Regions from separate parts of the Anas platyrhynchos genome. Here all the other regions are linked to region 2. The links are chromatin contacts, called in public Hi-C maps. All regions are on one chromosome and are shown on one strand. The core of a region is the stretch at or near the end of the contact, and the rest is flanking DNA. Distances in the headings are between cores, read along the strand shown. Region 1 has its middle 18 kb from the start of SLC41A3. Region 2 holds the start of KLF15 (KLF transcription factor 15). Region 3 has its middle 59 kb from the start of SLC41A3.

The links. A called contact is a pair of places that touch in the nucleus more often than the background predicts.
Region 1: a Hi-C map of skeletal muscle shows a contact between it and region 2, with 4 times the contacts expected there. The contact joins the enhancer-like site here to the promoter of KLF15 in region 2. A contact is called at or near these places in 4 of 8 Hi-C or Micro-C datasets (F1 follicle, F5 follicle, skeletal muscle and 1 more).
Region 3: a contact with region 2 is called in a Hi-C map of skeletal muscle, with 1.6 times the contacts expected there. The contact joins the enhancer-like site here to the promoter of KLF15 in region 2. A contact is called at or near these places in 3 of 8 Hi-C or Micro-C datasets (liver, skeletal muscle and subcutaneous adipose tissue).

Annotation. Positions count from the first base shown.
Region 1 is chr13:10,713,575-10,716,719 of IASCAAS_PekinDuck_T2T, forward strand. No RefSeq gene overlaps it. Among named protein-coding and RNA genes, the nearest start is that of SLC41A3, 18 kb to the right of the region's middle. Within about 2 kb of position 1,282, at least 6 of the 8 cell types and tissues checked have an H3K27ac peak or open chromatin away from gene starts, as enhancers often do. A contact at or near this core is called in F1 follicle and F5 follicle, where this site is marked.
Region 2 is chr13:10,593,327-10,596,807 of IASCAAS_PekinDuck_T2T, forward strand. KLF15 (KLF transcription factor 15) reads left to right here and starts at 1,590. Exons shown (of 3, transcript XM_027467928.3): 1 at 1,590-1,859.
Region 3 is chr13:10,672,684-10,675,995 of IASCAAS_PekinDuck_T2T, forward strand. No RefSeq gene overlaps it. Among named protein-coding and RNA genes, the nearest start is that of SLC41A3, 59 kb to the right of the region's middle. Within about 2 kb of position 2,003, at least 3 of the 8 cell types and tissues checked have an H3K27ac peak or open chromatin away from gene starts, as enhancers often do. A contact at or near this core is called in subcutaneous adipose tissue, where this site is marked.

The DNA of each region.
Region 1 (3,145 bases), core at 32-2,531, 120 kb after region 2:
CGTTGCTGTCTTCTGATCCCTGGCAATAAAACATGCAAGGACTACTTCCAGCTCTTGCTAGCTCATCGAGGGGCATGCTCCTAGCTGTTCTGTCACGTTTTTTCCACTGACCCTCTTGCAGAATCAGCTGAACCGGCAGTGTTGGGCAGGACTTGAGAATTCCGGAGCACAGGGTCCCCTGGATGCCAAGCCCTCTGCAGGGCTCTCAGCGCTGTGCAGGTGTGGGGTGGGATGCAGGGAGCGGTGCTGGTCTGTGTTATCACGAGCTTTGGGCCCAGCCTGTCAAACTCTGAGTGCTCCCAGGCCCATGGTGCTGCCAGTGGTACTCAGGACATCCAGTACCCACTGTGCAGATCTGGCAGGATGCTTTTAAACCAGCTGAGGTGGTACTGCTTTGGTGTGGAAGGGAGGACCTAGGTGGCTTCTTTTCTTTCAGCCTGTTTCCAAAGGGTTTGAAGAACCTACGGACTGCACAATGCTACAGCTTCCACCAAGTCCGTTATAGTTGAGCTTTCTCCCCCTAAGGATTTTATCTCTAAGGATATCTTCCAGTAGGAAAGAAAGAACCTGTCCAAACCTCAACCTGAAGCACACATACAAACAAAGCTAAGCCCGAGCAAAGCTGCTGGATAATTCCACATCCCATTGTGCTGTCATGGGTCAAAAACCAAGGCTGACACCAGGCTGGTAACGGCATTTCAACTCCAGATCCAAGTTTTCTTCTATAGTCTTGCATGTATATGACCACGGTGTGCTGGTGGATGGACTCAGGCGGGCTGTGCAGCAATATGTCACTGAGTAGTTAGTGCTGCTGTTGATATTAATTGCTTGGTCCTCTTTAATAACATTACTAGGCAGACTAATATGAGAGTTAATTTATTTCAGGGCCTAGGCTCAGCTAAGGACTGAACCCCAGCTTTGAGCTCCTGCTGTGCAGCACGGTGCTTTTCTGGCACAGATCCTGGGGAAATAGCGGTGCTGGTGGGAAGGGTGACTTTTCCCTGCAGATTGTTTGAATCCCATTGCACAGGTAGCAGGAGCGGTGACAGGCTTTGGTGGCCTCCTGCCTTGGAAAAGCAGGGGAGCTCACTGTTGGGATGGTTGTTTCCTGGGCACTGGGGCCAAATTTATTCTGTTAGTGGATCTGCTCTCATAACACAAGTCCTTCTAGGTATGCAAAGGGGACAAAACGACCCATTAGCTCTTGCAACAGTTCCAAAAAAAGAGCAAAAGTCCTGTACTGCTTGTTCACAGCCTTCCTGGCGTTTGCACAGGGGAAGTCTAATGCCATTCCCCTGCCATATTGTTTCCCATGAGTATCTGCCAAAGAATGCCTGATGCAAAAAATAAACCGTGGCAAGTGCCGTCTGTTTCCATTACTGTATGGGGAATCAGCGGCTTATGTAACGTGCAGCGTGAAACCATTGCAGAGATCAAATATAAATATTGCTCTGTTGTGGAATGTACTGGGAGCATAGTTGACATTTTTGTGGCTGATGAAAAATCAAAGCTCATTATCACTCCTGAGGTTTACCCTCTTTGCGCGTTTGTGTGTGTGTCTTTCTATTTCTGTATATTAAAGGCTCTGGGTCAAATCCTGATATTCTGAGTCTATTTTTACTTGGTTGCTACTCAGGCAAAACTTCCATTGACACTAACTGGAAAGCTGCCTAAGTAAAGGGCTCTGAGGGAATTCAGAAGCTGGCTGTAACTCAGCTTCATTTTTTTTACCTCTGAAATTCCCTTTCTTGAGGCTTGTCTTTGTATCTTTAAGCTTGCGTTAGCAAATCCTCGGCCGGTGCAAGTTGGCTTTGCAGTACTATAACCAAAGATTGATTTTTTTAATGTGACTTGGATCTTTTCTGTTTGCCATTTGGGATAGGTGTCCTGGGGGTCTGTCCTTTGAAGGACTTTCCCCATGGAAGGGGACGGGGATTTGTGGGTGAAGCCAGCCAGATGGCAGCAGAGCTGTGCTGACTTGCACTGGCTATGGATCTGGCATGCAGAATATTTATCTTTTTTTTTCTTTTTTTCCTTTTTCTCCCTCATCATTGGAAACATTTGGAGCATGCTGGCAGGAATTCAAACGAGTTGCCTCCAATCTCAAAGCCCTCCCTGCTGCTTTCCTCCTATCCTGCAGCTTCTGAGCTTCTTCCTGAACCGGTGCCGCTCTGTAGCACGAAGGCAGCAGGTTGGGATCTGGTGTGGAAGGCCCCGTGTGAAAGACACCTGAGGAGTAACTGGCTCGGGGAGTGAAATAATATCCAGCAGATGAGAGGAAAGGGTCCTCTGGCAGCGCATCAGAAGTGGATGTCAGGTGGAACCCTTGAATAGGGGGCAGCCAGAAAGGAAGAATCATTTCTTTTTATCCTTAGCTTGATTTTTGGCTTTTAGATTTGCTAAAATCCTGCACTTGCTTCCTGGGAATAATTTTGATGAGAAGAACACACGCGAGGCCGTCCTAGACAGATGGTGCTGCAAAAAAAGGGTGGCTGTGAGGTGTCATGGAAGGAAATGGAGGAGTGGGTGTGAAACGAGGATGGGGAGAGAGGGCGGATGAGTGACGCAGGCACGAGCAGGTCTGGGAGGAATGATGTAAAGTGGCCCCTGAAGCGAGCAGGGGAGCTTGTGGTACAGGAAAGTCGTGTCCATAAGAAGCAGCTTGTATAAGCTCCGAGGCGCTTCCTGAGTCCTGGAGATAGTGGGTGAAGCTGTGCTCAGGGCCACAATGCTGGTCCTGGAAAGTAAGCTGTGTTTTGATGAAAGCTATGTTTGTTATTAGAAAAGTGGTAGTGGAAGAGTTAACAACGGCTTATTTGCTGTCTCTACAAAGGAGGGATTCCCAAATTGCACTGTGGCACTTGGTGGAAGCCACAGTCTTATTTGCTGGTAAATGTCAAACCTCTGAATCTCTCAAGAAAAGGGATATATCCCTGTTATGCTCCCAGACCCATTAATTGTGGCCACAGAGAAATGACATCTTGCCAGTATGACCTTCAGGAGAATGTGGTGAATAGGTTAGGAGGAAAACAGGTTGGCTGCTCTCAGTGGCTTCATGGGCATAGCAGGAGGAGGACTGCTACACCTACTTAATGTTCTACAAACTTAACACACTTCCAGTTTTATATGGTTCTCATTATCTGGC
Region 2 (3,481 bases), core at 340-2,839:
GAAGAGGCTGTTTAGTGTTTGCCAAAGTGTGAAATCTGCTGCTAGCAATTCTGAAGCAATGAAGACTGAGGAGAGTTTTCCTCTTCAAGGCACTGGGCTGGAGTTGAAAAAAGAATAGGCTGTGTCTTGGTTCTACCACAGACATTTGGTTCAACCGTCCATGCCTCAGTTTGCCCATAAATTCATAAAATGACGTTAATGCTTCATTTTTCCTTCAGGACAGCAATTTGCAGCCCTGAGGCCCACAGTCCTGCAGCATCAGAGTGCAGACCTCAGAGAGGTGCCCAGACTTATCTCACTTGGCTGTGCCGGGCCAGCCCAGCCTGCGCCTTCCCAGGGATCAGAAAAATAAAAAAAAAGTGACTTGAAATATCTCTGATGTAGTAGGGAAACCCAATGCTGTGGGAGCTGGCAGCCCTGTGCGTCTGAACTGTAGCTTCCTCGAAGGGCTTCACCACTGCGGGTGGTAAATGTGGATCCTGATCCCCCCATGATATTGCATGAATATTTGCACATATAAAACTTGTAAATTTATGTATAAATTACAAATTTATGTATAAATGTATAGATTTATGTATAAATTATACTTAAATTGTAAATGCATGTATAATTTGTGTATATATAATTAATGTATATGTACTTGTATATATATCCATATACACACTAGTTTGTATATACATATATGCATACATACATACTAGTGTATTTAACCAGTGTGTGTGTGTGTATATGTGTATATATATATATATATATATATATAACTGGTATATATATGTATGTATATATATAGCAAATGTATATATCCATGTATATATGTAACTAGTGTGTGTATATAGATATTTAATGAGTGTATATATACATATATATGTAAACAGTGTATACATACATCTATATACGCTCTCAGACATATGGTCTGATTTTTGGGTGGTCCTGTGTGGACTCAGGAATTGGACTTGATGATCCTTGTTGGTCCCCTCCAACTCAGGATATTCTGATTCTATGATATATGTAACCAGTGTGCATGTATGTAGTTACGCAATAAGTGTATATGTATGTGTATATATAACAAGTGTACATATTTCTGTATATACATAACTTGTGTATATATCCATGTATATATGTAGTGTATATATGTAAATACATAAGTGTATATATGTAAGCAGTATATATATACGTATAACGAACGTATATATATGTACACATCCACCTACATATACACTGCTTATATGTACGTAACCAGCGCATAGATCAGTGCATATCAGTCCATACATAACCTGCATATACATACGGACACAACGCACATACAGGTGCATATCCGTGCACATACCCCCCCCGCCGAGCCTACACGCGTGCCTACAGCCCCCCACATGGTAGCACGACGGGGGACCCCCCCATCCCCAGCACCCCCCTTCCTACCCCCCCCACAAGCATCCAGCGGGCACGGCGGGGGCCGGGCTCCCATCGAGGCCGGGCCGGGGCCGGCCCCCGGCGCCGCGGGGCCAATGGGGGCGGCGGAGCGGGGCGAGCCTCTCCCCGGCCCCCCCGCCGCCGCCGGCCGCCCGGCCCGCGGGGATAAAGCACTACGCGGCCCGCGCCGCGCTCCGCACCCGCGCAGCCGCCTCCCGGGGGAGCTGCGCCCACCGCTCGGGGCTCGGATCTGTCACCGGGGGGTGGGCTGGGCTGGGGGCTACTACGCTCCCTGGGGGGGGGGGGGTCTCGGCCTTGTTTTTTTTATTTTTTTATTTTTTTTTTTTGCATTTTCTACTATATTTTTGCACCGCGCTCCTTTGCCTTTTCGTCGTTGCTTTTGCATTTTTCTGGGTTATTTTTGCCCCGGCTCGGCTTGCGGAGGAGTTCAGGTGAGGGTTTGCACCGGGGGAGGGTGGGATATGGCATCGGGGGGGCTGCAGCAGGGCTGGAGCTGGGCAGTGCACAAGGGGCGGCGGGGGGGTGCGCTGCTCCCGGCCGGGTGGGATGGGGGGGAGAGCTACCAAAGCCTGCTAAAAAAATAGAAAAAGGATCAATAAAATAGGGGAAAACAATAACAACTTCTCAGCATTGGAGATCTGGCAGTGCCGGGATGAGGGTTGTGTCCCCCCCCCGACCGCTGTCACTGTGCGGTGTTTGGGGAGTTTGGTGCCGACCCGGGGTGCGTGCCGCTCGTGAGGCCGAAGTTTGGGTCTAAAGGTGGGCACTTTGCAGAAAACGGGGTGAAAACAGGGCTTTGAGGAAGGTTTTTACAGCATTCCAGAAGCAGTGGCGTTGAAAAAAGCCAGGGAGGCCCCTAAATGTAGCCCCCTACCCCTAGTGTCCGATAAGCAGTGCAGCCACCTTGCAGCAGGGCTGAGAGTAAATGGACTCCCTGGCTCTTGGCTCCTTTTTTTTTTTTTTTTTTTTTTTTTTAATTATTGTTTTATTACCTCCCCGTGCATTTCCATTTGATTTCTTAGAAAAGCTGGCCCTGATTCACTGCCCAGTTTATGGCTCTGTCTGTGGAGCACGAGTCAGCCTGAACAGATATTAAATCTTCCAGGGAACAAGGGAAAACAGTAAACAGATTAGTCCTAAACTAGAAAGAGCTGTAGCAACATACATGGGAAATGACTGTCGGTGTATCTAAACCCAGGTACTGCTGTGTTATCTGTGCTGGGAAATGGGTCCCCATGTTGCAGCAAGTTCCTGGGACTTAACATTTTAAGGTTATTCTGAGACAGAATATGCCTTCTCTCTCTGTATTCCTTTAAGCTGGTGATTAGACGGACAGATTTTAAGCAGAACAACATGTTTCTGGCAGAAGGGACATCATAACAACCTAGGGAACTCTTAAAAGTTGGAGCCCGCCGCGTTGCCGTGCGCTGTTGAACAGCTGCTCTATTTCACTCCAGAAGCGGCTGTTTTCCAGTGGCTCGGGCACTCAGCTCCCTGTATAGGTGCTTACATTTCTGACATGTTTTCATCCCTCCCAGGGATGAAAGTGCTTTATGTAAACAGCATCATTAGTTTTCATAGCTCGCGTAGCCCTGGCTTTTTTTATTTTATTTTATTTTTGTTTTTTAAGCTTCTGGTTTTGGCTTTAGACAAAGTAGGGATGAAAGCCTTTTAGTTGTTAGTCTGGCCTTTAGGATAAAATAGAGCCTGGGCCCGATCCCACATTCCAGGCATTCCCCAAAATCTTCTTGGCTGCTGTGCAAGTTTTGCGAGCGTGCAGAAAGCAGCTCTGGCCCGCGATGTGCCTGGATCTGTTTGCCTCTGACAGTCCCCTGTCTTCTCGAGACGACTCTGGTTACACCAAGTGACATTGCTCCTTGTCAAAAGCGATGGGGAAATGAGCGTGCTGCCTGGGTTCTGCTGAGGTATGTTGCTCACAGCAGCTGCTAGGGCTCGGTTGTTTTTTTCCCCACTCTCTTTTCAGTCTCCATTCAAAATAAGATTTAGTTTTATTCCCTGTGAAATCCATGGATATTTTGATATGTGGCTTCCC
Region 3 (3,312 bases), core at 753-3,252, 80 kb after region 2:
TAAGCTGGACATCAGGTCTTGTAGTGCTTGAGGCCAGCCCATCAAACGCATTGGCCAGCACCTGACTCACTCACCCGTGCACAGAGGGTATGACTTTGCACCTCAACTGGACACAACTCAAGTGTGCAAGGCCCCACTCCATGCCTCTTGGCCCTGGCGGTGGCCTTTACCCATGTAGCTCCTGCTATGTGATGCCCTGAAAACAATGGGATGTAAAAGCCTCTGGTTGGCCTGTGCCCTGCAGTAGTCATTGCAAGAGGAACTGAGAAAGGTGATGGGTATTCTGCTTACTGACTGAAAGCACGGAAATCTTTGCCAGTTAGAGACAGTGCTTTGCAGGAGGTGTCTGTCAGACATCACAGGACCCAGGTGAGCTCGAGTACTGTGTGCTGAGGGAACTCAAAGAGGTCTTCAGGTAGTGTGGTACTTCCTGGAGCTGCCACAAAAGCCAGAGGATCTCAGCTGCAGCGTTGTCCTTCAGTGAGCCTGCGCTGTGCTTTTCCTTCAGAGCTGGTCACTCTTTGAGAATGGCCCAGGCAGGGCCAAAGATTACCGTTGTGCCTGGCTTTCTAGTTACTGGGTCAAATCAGAAGTTGTTCTTGGGGCTTTCTCACCCTTGAGTGTCCAGCAGGAGCTGGGCTTCAAGCCTCTGAATGTTGGTTCTGAAACCTCTTGGATGAAGCGTGTGTATCTCTGTGCATCTCGAGGGAGCCAACTTCTTGTTCTGAAGCCTGCCTCGGCAGAGGGAAGGTCTGCGTTTCCAGTAACGAACCAGCGTAGCTCCAAATGAGTCCCCTGTGTAACTGACAGATAGGTGCAGAGTGGAGCTTGATTCAGCCTCTGAAAAGAAATAACAAAACTTAAAATAAAAAAAAGAAAAAAAAAAAAAAAAGGAAAAAAATGCTCGAAGGCCCAACCGTTTCAAACCTCAAATAAAATACTGATTAACAGTAAGCCTGCTCATATATATAACTCCGTATGACAGCTGGAGCAGAACTTCTTTTCCTAGTAGAGTCATTTTTTGCCTCAGCCTAATTCCCTTACCAATGGAGATTAACCTTCTGAGGACAGTGCGTGTGTTTCAGTATTACCTCTGTTGGCAGCCTTTGAGATAACGTTAGCACTTTCCTAATCCGAGTTCAGAACTGAACCAAGCCCATAGATCCAAACTCTTTTGAACTTGGGGAGGGAGGGAAGGGCAGAAAGGAATCACAAGCAAATACAGAGTTTTCTGGCTCATGGTTTGCACTAAAGATTACTGGGAACAAAATTATGCCTTCATTTACGGAAATATTATTTATATTCAGTTTTGGGCCTGCTCTGATATTGCATAACTCCCCAGGTTTCAGTGGGGCTCCACCAGCTGGGGATTTGGCATGTTTTACCTTATAGTGTGTTGTTTTTAATTTTCTTCCTTATGGTTCAGAGCAGTTTGAGCAGGGCATGAGAAGATTTGGGGCACGTGGGCTCTGTTCCTGGCAGCATGGTGGGAGTGTGCACATCTGGACACTACTTAGAGCTTGCATGTTCCCCGTCTGTACAATTTCCCTGTAGGATGTGGAGGGAGTGAGGTGGCTGTAGTGGTAAGAGTTACTACCACGATACTGCCATGAGGTAGTTGCCTATCTCTTGAGATCATTGTATGGGTGCACAAGTAGAAAGGGATGTGTATGTGCATGGTGCTGAATGTCCACGGGAATGCTGGAGTCCATTGCCTGGCAAAGGTTTCTGGGGAGAAAGTGATGATTTTTTTTTTTCTCAAATGATTTTGTGCCCACGTCTCCAGCTATTTAATCATTCTTGTTCTCCTACCATCCAGTATCACGTAGGGCCTTCTCTAAGAGACCATCTTCCATGTATTTCAGTGCTACTCAGGACAATAGAGGTCAGACTCTGAGAAAGACCTACAACACAAACTTTCTCAGCTCACTGGGGATGTTTTTAGCTTCTCCTCCCCATGTCTCTAAAAACAGCCAAAAACAACACTGAGTCACTCCAAGCTTGCTCTTCCCCAAAGCATAAGTATGTTCCCCACCCACACCCAGAGATGTATTGCTGTAAGACGGGGTGCGGGCTGGATGCTGAGCCCGTTCCTCGTGGCCTTTGTGTATGGTTTTTGTAGCTGCATGTTGTGTGGTTATCTCCAGCTGAGGCAAAACATCTGCACAGGTGCTTGCTTATGCACTGCGGAGGCCATGGATGGAAAGGGAAAGAGTTGTAAAGACTTGGTTTTTAAGATGATTTGGCTCATTTTTGCCTGGACTGAGGAGTGCTCATGAGCAGCCCTGCTGGCTGGGTGTTGTGAGCAGCTGTGGTACGTTGAGGGCCACATTACAGCCTGAGGAGGATGTTTTTGGAGTACTCTGCTGAGCAGAACTGGGCTGTTTGTGAAATAGTTGCCTTCATGCAAGTATAGGCTTAGAAGAAAACTGAAACAAACCTTCGTGTCACTGTAAGCACGAGGCTGTTAGTCACAGATTTCCGAATCTTTCACAGACTCCCTTCCCCTCAGTCATGGTATTTACGAAGTGGCTCACAGGGATGTAGTGGAAAAGTCCTGTTGCCCATTTCGTGTATGTGGCATGGGACTACAAACGGGCTTGAAATGGTCCAGGGAGAAGGAGCAGGCTGGGATGTGCCCCAACTGCCCTGCAGACAGCTTGGCTGAAGCCCCCTGCCAGGGGATGCCTGCTGCTGGGGACACCTGTGTTTGCACCTATTCCTGCATGTTAGGGCATACCCCGGCTGCCCTCAGCCCCCTTAAAGTCCTGTAGTTCCTACCAAGTGGAATTTCTGGGTGTCTTGATTTGATTCAGTATTCAGTGGCACGTGATTTATGAGCTGTGCTCTCTGATTTATGATCTGTATGGCTGGCAAAGAAAGCAGGATCAGGCACTTGGCTGTTGTACAAACAGAGATGACACATAATATCCAAACTAGAAGAACACAGGAAAGATAAAATTACACAGATTGTTGAAATACTGTCCTCAGCTGTGTTGCTCATGTTGGATGAGTAAAGCAAGAATAAGGGTTGTTGGGTTTTGTGAGAGTTGTTTTAACTCTTTTTTTTTTTTTTTTTTTTTTTTTTTTTTTTTCCTGTTTGTGCTTTGTTCAGTCCAGCCAGCAATGCTGGACTCTGCAGTATAATTTGCAATTCTGGATTTGGGTATTAACATAGAACTGTTCTTTGGGTTTCTACCAACCGATGGAATTGCTTTATATTTTCCTTTCCCAAGCTCCAAATAAAACTTGCTTTTCTGACACACCAAAATGCTTGTGCTTCTGACTTACTGGATGTTTTATTAGTTTCTT